Linked DNA regions of Triticum aestivum: region 1 is linked to region 2. The links are chromatin contacts, called in public Hi-C maps. All regions are on one chromosome and are shown on one strand. Each heading gives the region's core, a stretch centred on a gene start, on an enhancer-like site or on the middle of the called end of the contact. The rest is flanking DNA. Distances are from core to core; before and after follow the strand shown.

Region 1 (4,189 bases), core at 612-3,111, 350 kb before region 2:
TCTTTAAATACTACCACTAAGTAGAGCAACAAACTCTCAAGAGACCACCACTCTAACACACTGATGGTCATGTTGCTTGATTGTAGAACAATAACAACCAAGCCAGCCCGGGATTCTTCAGAAATACATATATGGCTTGACTAGTACATTTTTTTGTTTTTTTGGAACGTAGACGCACGGTGCGTCTGGCTTTAAATTAATAAAGCCACAAGGCAGCATCCAGAACAGTTCGACCTTACAACCAGAATAACATAAGTTCAGCGGGTTCGCAGTCCCGGCAAAGATAAAGCTAGCAGTTCACATGGGCGAAGATATAACATAGTTTAGTTCGCAACTAGATAAGTATTATGCAAAAGAATCAAGCTTGCAGCGTTGGTAATCTTGATCTCGTCATGCACCACTTGATCTTCTCCATAGTCTCGATCATGCGTCCCTCGTCATGCTGTTTCCTCAATGGCGCCCAAGCCTGTAAGAAAGTAATGACATTTGAAAAGAGTATCAGCGGGGTGAGCAGGAAACTTGTGTTCAATAGTAATTTTGTTCCGCATGGTCCAAATTGACCAAAGCATCGCTCCTACGCATCGCCACAGCACCCGAGCATTCGTACCCTTCTGCGCGGTTAGTATGGTAAGAAGGTCGTTGCTAGTTTGCGGATTCCAGTTCTGGTTAAAAGCCTCTCTGGCCGCACTCCATGCAAATCTAGCGAGACCGCATCTGAAGAAGACGTGGTTAGCATCCTCCCCCGGCCCACAGATGGTGCATGTCCCATTCGCCGGACCGTTGCGCTTGGCCACATTATCCGATGTAGGAAGTCGATTACGGAACATTTGCCACATAAAGATCTTAATCTTGAGGGGAATGCCAGCCTTCCACAGCCCCCCTAGACATGTCCAACTCATTCCCCTCCGTGAGCTTCTCGTATAAGGATTTTACCGAGAATTTCTGAGAGGCCGTCAACCTCCACGAGATCTTGTCATTATCCTGACTGAGAGTCCTCCCCTCGAGCTCAGCAACTAATGCATTCCAGGCCGCCACCTCTCCTATCTCCAATGGCCTGAAAAAGGAGATCGGCGGAGGGTGCACTCTAAGTGCTTCAACGACCAAAATGTTTGTGTCAGTGGCCAGCTGATACAGCTTCGGGTGTGATTGCCACAACGGGGATTGTCCCCTCCAGCAGTCCAGCCAAAAGCGCGTGGACGCTCCATTGTTGACAGAGAATTGGGCCCCAACCGTGAAGGCAGGTCTCACCGCTTGTATGCCATTCCAAAAGGCCGATCCCTTGACCTTGGCCTTAAACAGGTTGCCGTCCGGAAAGGTATTTCGCCCGAAGAATGTCTGCCTAGAGACTCTTCTCGTTTTGGGCTAGTCGCCACCACCACTTGGTTAGCAGGACTATGTTCATCAATTTCGAATTCGTGATCCCCAAACCACCGAACTTCTTCGGCCTGCAGACCGCCGCCCACTTTACCAAGTGATATTTGTGTTTCGTCAGCTTCACTAGTACATAATCCCTATCCCAAATTCATTTCCAACATAAAATCATCACGACTTGTCCCGATCGGAGCTAGTCAGTTCTCACCATAAACAAAGGCATGCACAGACCATACGATACGCACTGGCCCGTATTTCTTCGCCGGAGATATTAAACCAACCTGTGCTATCCTCATCCTGCACGTCCACGGACGAACTGATCCGCTCGCGGAGACCGCCGGAGAGTTCTCACGAACACGCTCTCCGCCCACATATCATTTCACGTTCCTGTCTTGACACAGTCCATGAGGACCCGTATTCACCACCCGTTTCCGGGCCATCAGCCCAGAACGTTCTCGGTCCTGCCCCCCCCCCCCCCCCCCCCCTAGGGCCTAGGCAGCTAGGCCCCTATCTAGCCCCGTTTTCTCCAGAAAAGAGAACCCCGTCTAGCCCCGTATATACGGTGACAAACGATGTTTTGCAGCGAACAGGAGGAAAAGATCGAAGGTCGACGACGTGCGTGCCGAGTCGGATGTTTTCATGCTACTAGGCTCCAAAGACGAAAGTTTTGGCACGTATTCAGCTCCTGTGGATGGATGGAATCGCGACGTACGAGGCGACAACGACCTGCCGACCGCTACTCGTGGAGCAATGGCGTCTCTTTCCTCGACGTGTACTCCGGCCCAAGCGCTCCCGCCAGATCATCCTGCCGTGCGCCTGGCCTGGTCATCATAGGCGAGAGACCCAGGGTTCAGGGGCGTTCATACTTTGATAACTCAACGATCAGGGGCGGTTAGTTATCTAATGATAATGAACGGTGTCTGAGTTCCCCAAATTTAAAGGGATGTCCGACTCAGGGCGTAGAATTTTGCAAGCACGAAAGATGGCGCCAATACACGTGTGTTCACCCGGCGATTATTTTTCGAAAATCATATGAAACTGACATTCCCTGGAACGTATTTTGAGGGAACGCTCTCAGTGCGTCGGATCCCCACGCGAATCTGAAAGCACTCGCTCGTGGAACGAACAACACGAATTTTCTGCATTCTTATACATTTTTTAAATCATGAACAAGTGGTTATCATTGTGTTTTTAGTTTTTTAAACATTGCCACTGCTATAACATGGCAAATTCTCCGTGTTTGAGACTATTTACACATGACAATTATATAAATGTTATAGTATGGCAACTCTTTTTTTTTTCAAAACATGGCATCACAACTTTTCACGCTTACCACAGCACTTTCTGTCTTGTAGCATGACAATTCGCTAAGCTGTAGCATGATAATTTTCTGGACACGTGTGACAGTTTTCTTTGTTGTATCATGACAATCCTCTTTTCTAGCATGTCATTTTTTTCTTCTCTATGCAGCATTTGCCATGTCCTCATGATAGCACGACAATTCTCTCTTAACACAATATAGCAAAAATCTGAACATATGACAAGTTTCTCGAGCCGCAACATGGTAATCTCCTTGTGAAGGGAGGAGGAAGAGGTGGGTGGTCCTCAATGAGCAGGACGCAAGGCATTGTTCAACCGAAGGAGCTCCCCGGCACGAACAACGCTTGCAGGAGCCTTCCTAGGCACACGATCGTTCCCTCTAGGAACACTAGGCAGGGCACGCTCCATCCCTATTAGGCTCCTTATTTTCATGTCTATTGTCTTTAAAACCTTTTGGTTCATATTAAAAAAATAAAAAATGCACCAATATTTTGCTAATCTGTACCAATTCTTTTGAAATTGCAGTTTTAGATAAAGCGGTGTGATCTTAGATGCCTAGGGGCTACTCTAGCGGACCCCTTATCCTCTAACTCTTCAAATGCTTTCCTAAACCTTAACTCCTCAAAACCGAGGAGTTAAAGAAAGTGGTCGGATCTAACCGAACCCTCAAACTTCCTCAAATGAACTAGACCATACATGGAAGTGTTTTTCCTGTTTTTCTTCCTTCCAGAGCGCCCAGCTGGACCAACACCCCGGCTTGCGCAACTCTGGTATGTCGTCCAGCCCTGACCCCGCTGCCTCGCCAACGGTCTCCGCCTTTGCCGCGAGTTTGATGCGCCCATGCCCATGTTGTCTAGCTCTACAACGTGAGGAATGGCGTGTTGGATGACGTCCCTAGCGGTGGCGCTCATGCCCGGCGCAGTCGGGAAGCGCATCGGTTGACTGAAGATGTTGAACAGTGTGGCATGGTTACCAGCCCCTTGAAAGGCGTGGTGTCGTGCAACAAATCATAGAGGAAGAACCAAACATCCACCAATCGACGACACTGCCATGGTCGTTGTTGCAGATGATTTCCACCGCTAGGTACCTGTGTGTGTGCCGACAAAGGACCCTGAACAACACATACATCGGTCAAATCTGCCATAGCTCCGGTCAAATCTTTGCGAGCGGCAGCGCGAGCGTCGATGCCAGGGGTGCGAAGGCAGCTGACAGTTCCCACTACTATGAAATACCTTATAGATAGATGCTTAATAGTAGTGCGGGGTATAAACCTGGCGCTACTCTTGATAGTACCCCACACTACTACTAAGTGTTCTCCACAGTGCCCCTCGGGACATATGTCGTAGTAGTAGCGCGGGGTATAAACCGGCCCACGCTACTACGAAGTGGTCGCATCGTGCCCCCCGGGACATGCCATAGTAGTAGTGTGGGGTATAAACCCAACGCTACTACTATCGACCCACCAACACATGTATACAGATAGCGCGTGGAGGACGAA
Region 2 (4,338 bases), core at 1,025-3,524:
ATACCACTAAAAAACATTGAAAGTTTGAACTTCAATATAAAACGATGGGTATTATTTCATCGGTTGTCTTAACTTTGCTTAAATCAGTCACATTTCTTAGGTTTTGAATCAGGCTTTAACCAAACTTATCTCTAAGTTGAACTATATATAACCTATAAACCACATGTTGTATCAATTTTTCTCTAAAGTTGCACACCCTAAAATAGTGCAATTTTAGGCGCTAATGTTAAGTTTTTTTAACCTGCAAATAAATGTTAATTTTTTTAAAAAAAAAAGAAGCAGGCTGCGGAAAGTTATTTTTTTTTTTGAACATGCGAAAAGTTTTTTTTTGCGGAAAAACTTTCAATCTATTCATCTTCAATCATGGCAGTACAACGAATACCAGAAATAAAAATTACATCCAGATCCGTAGATCACCTAGCAAAACGGCTAACCATGATGATCGTTTGGAGAATCCTAGACAAGAACCTACTGATGATGCTCTACACAAGATCCTAAAGTTGAGAAGCAGTATTTTATATTACTATCAATTGAACGATCGATCCTGCCTCCAACATTTGAATTCACAGTGGGAGCAACAACAAACAGAACAGCTGATGCAAACTCTACCAACGATCTCTACTACTCCCTCCGTTCCCAAATATTTGTCTCTCTATACATTTCAAATGGTTACAACATACAGATGTATTTAAACATATTTTAGAATGTACATTCGTTTATTTTGCTTTGTATGTAGTCATTTGTTGTAATATCTAGAAAGACAAATACTACTCCCTCCGTCCGAAAATACTTGTCATCAAAATGGATAAAAAGGATGTATCTAGAACTAAAATACATCTAGATACATCCCCTTTTATTCATTTTGATGACAAGTATTTCCGGACGGAGGGAGTATTTGATAACGGAGGGAGTAACTAACAACATTTTTAGCAGCATCCGAATCACTGATCCCATTGGCTGGGTGGTCGCCTCCATGGTTTATCACTTCGGTCACTTCTCTTGATCCAGGTGCATCACCCTCTATCTTACACGGACCCACCCGACATTGCCGCGTCCCCATTCGCCTCTTCTCACATGTATCCCCAAGACCCCAACCAGATGAGAAATCGAGCACAACATGCACGTACGTGAAGCTACACACACAAGCCGCCTACGTGGTTATTATGTACTCCTTCCGTTTCAAAATAAGTGTCTCAAGTTTGTACTAATTTTAGTATAAATTTATACTAAACTTAAGACATTTTGAGACGGAGGGAGTATACACTACACGGCTTCAAGCCACCGCGTTCCACTCGACGGGCGGCCACGGCCACGGCTCCCACAGCTCGGGCGTGGCGCAGAAGGACTCCGGGAAGACCGCCCCGTCGTAGTGGAGGTGGTCGTCGCACTCCGACTCCACCGACACCGAGACGTCCGCCGGCGTGGCGCACGTCGTCCCGCCGAGCACGCAGCTCTCGGGGGGCTCGACGTCGACGCACCCGGCGACGACGTTCCTCTTGTCGTCGTCCAGCTCCTGCCCGCCTCCGTTGCAGCTGCTGCTGCTGGCGGTGGCGGTCGCCGCGCCACCGCTGCCGCCGTCCCTCTGCCTCAGCCTCTCGCTCAGCTCGTGCAACTGCACACACGTACGTACGTACACTCCAGTTAGCAGCTGGATCAAGTAAGTACAGGGAAGAAGAGATTAAGAATACGTGCGCAGCGATTAGCTACCTGTGCGGCGAGGGCGAGCTTCTCCTGCTTGAGGGACTCGACGCGGGAGTGGAGGGCGTCGTAGTCGGCGCGGAGGGCGGCGAAGTCGTGCTCGAGCTGCTTGGAGCGCCACCGCGCGCGCTTGTTCTGGAACCAGATGGCCACCTGGCGCGGCTGCAGGCCCAGCTCGCGCGCCAGCTCCGCCTTCTCCCGGGGCTCCAGCTTGGCGTGGTGCGCGTGGAACATGGACTCCAGTGACCGTATCTGCTCCTCCGTGAACCGCCGCTTCCTCTCCGCCCCCCTCCCCACGCCGCCCCTCCCCATGAAGCACAGCTGCTCGTCCATGTCCATGTCCATGTCAATGCCCATCATCGGCGCGCACAGCTGCTGCTGCTGCGCCGGCAGCGACGCGGGCGGGGGCATCAGGAACTGGTGCTGCTGCTGGTGTTGCTGGTGGTAATCCATGTCGACGGACCCAGTGGGCCACTGCTCTGCTCCGACCGGTCGCTCCTCTGCTCTGTTGGATCTGGATGGATCCCCTCCCTACGCTATGCCGTCCGTTCCTCTTCCTCTGTCTCTCGGCGCCGGGAGGCCGGTTTTATACCGGCGGACGGCGTTACGTGTCCGCGTTGCGCGAGATGCGAACATGTGGTCTTCGCGATGGCGGATAAAGAAACCTCCCGGGCGGGACCCACGCAGCCTGACACCGCGCAAAGCCGCTTTCGTCCGCCAGGCCAAGTGTCGCGCATCCAGCGGCGCCAGAAGCTGTGCCCACCACGGCGCCCCCATGTCTATCCTCCAGCCTCGAGATCGGCACCCGAAACGTGGCCACGAGTGCAAAGATCTTGCTTCTCCTCCTCCTCCTGCTCATTCAAGTCTTCCTTCCGGCCTACGAATTGCAAATTAAGTCGACCGGACGTGTTCTTTTCGTTTATTTTCTTCTCTGTCTGTCCACTTCTCGCATTTTCATGTACTACGATTCTACGAATCGATCGATCAGCTGCACGAGAAAGGATCAGCAGTACCCCAGTCCTCAGTAGTGTATCATGGGGCTTGCCGGCCAATGGGTGGTGGAAAGGTGTGCGCCTTGGTGTTCCACGGGGAGACGGGGACGGGCCGAGGAGGAACAGGTAGGACCAATGGCCGTGCGCGCCCAGAGGGCCTAGCTCCGTCGGGGGCTGCACGCGTCGCCGTCGCGGCGCCAGGTGTGCGGGGGCTTCCGCCGGAAGGGGCGTCGAGGTGGCGCGCCGCGTTTGTCCCGTTCCCGGGCTGCAACGACCGGGCCGATGCACAGAGCACACTATAGCTAGCGCGTCGCGCCGCGCGCGTTGGCCGGTCTTGTCGCCTGTTGTCCTGGTGCGCTCCACTAGTTTACTCCATCGATCGTTTACCAGGAAGAGACATCATGGTAACTCAGGATAGATAGATACGGTGAAGTGAACGTGATAGGCGAGCACTTGGGGGTGTCAGTGCGGGGAGCAGAGGTTATCCTCGATCGATCGTTTTCCACCCGGAGGCCGGCGATTCGCTGCCCCCGACCTCCCACGATCCAAACGTGCTAGAGCAGATCAGGTAAGTTAAAAGCGGTGACCCGGTGCGACTGAACTGCCTTTATTTGTTGAATGCTAGTGCGCTGGTGGAGTTCTTCCGACTTCGGTAACGGCGGGGGTCAGGTCATTTCGAGCCGCAGTAGCACGATACAAACAAAACCAGGCTAGTATCGATCATTCCAACAGTGCTAGTTTTTTTTTCTGAGAAAAAAGGTAAAAACGCAAACGCTCGCGGAAACGGAAAATGGTACGATCAAGTTTTCGCGGGTAGGGAGGAGATCGAGCCGGCGCGCCGCGCGCGTGTGCGCCCATCTGTGGCGCCCAAGCGGTGCCAAGCTGCTGTGCTATGCACGGGCAGGGTCAGCTGAGTAGCTGTCCGTGGTGACCACCGTGATTAATCGCGGCGATAACTTTACTCGAGTGCGGTAGCAGGCTAGGAGGGAGAGGTGTGCAAGGTACGTAGAAGGCACAGTTATTACACGGACAGGTTAGGCGACCGGCTAGCCCGGCCGGGACCAGGAGGGAGAGGAGGAGGAGAAGGAGAATGGGGCGCGCGCGCGGCGGCGGGGCCACCGCGGACGTCGACGGCCGGCCGGACAGAGGCAGCCACACGTACGCGCGCGAGTGGGCGCCGGGCGGGGGCGGCACACGCGGCGCCGCGCGAGTGGCGAGGGGCCAGAGGCGGGTCGGCGTCGCGCCAGTTTCTTGTGGAGAGATGGAAAGCTTGGCCGCGTGGCCACGGCTTGTTTTCTGCGTCACGCACGCCTTCACTTCCTCCCGAGCTCGTGGATGCCATCTGGTCTACTACAATTTGAATTCCGCATGGTCCTAAGGATCGAGACGGGGGCGGGAAGGAATTCGATCCGTCCGTGTTTCATTTTCGTTCGTATGCATGCATGGTACTGTGCACCCGCTCAAGCTAATGCCTACCTACTCTTTTTTTTTTATATGCATGGTACTGTGCACCTGTATCTACCTACCTCTTTAAGATCAGTCACGTGAAGGAATGAACGATCCTATCCGTAGGCAATTTGAGTCTGAAATCTACATGTTCGTACGGTATTTGTTTCTACTCTCTTCGTTCGGAATTACGAATATATCT

Evidence for each region. A called contact is a pair of places that touch in the nucleus more often than the background predicts.
Region 1: a contact with region 2 is called in a Hi-C map of leaf, with 4 times the contacts expected there. The contact joins the enhancer-like site here to the promoter of LOC123041724 in region 2. A contact is called at or near these places in 2 of 5 Hi-C or Micro-C datasets (both in leaf) and 1 of 1 datasets of contacts at active chromatin or transcription factors (leaf).

The regions. Positions count from the first base shown.
Region 1 is chr2B:586,862,428-586,866,616 of IWGSC CS RefSeq v2.1, reverse strand. No RefSeq gene overlaps it. Among protein-coding and RNA genes, the nearest start is that of LOC123039315, 280 kb to the left of the region's middle. Within about 2 kb of position 1,861, at least 1 of the 8 cell types and tissues checked has an H3K27ac peak or open chromatin away from gene starts, as enhancers often do. A contact at or near this core is called in leaf, where this site is marked.
Region 2 is chr2B:586,513,026-586,517,363 of IWGSC CS RefSeq v2.1, reverse strand. LOC123041724 (homeobox-leucine zipper protein HOX22) reads right to left here and starts at 2,274. Exons shown (of 2, transcript XM_044464295.1): 1 at 1,708-2,274; 2 at 974-1,612. The coding sequence starts at 2,151. The coding sequence ends at 1,274.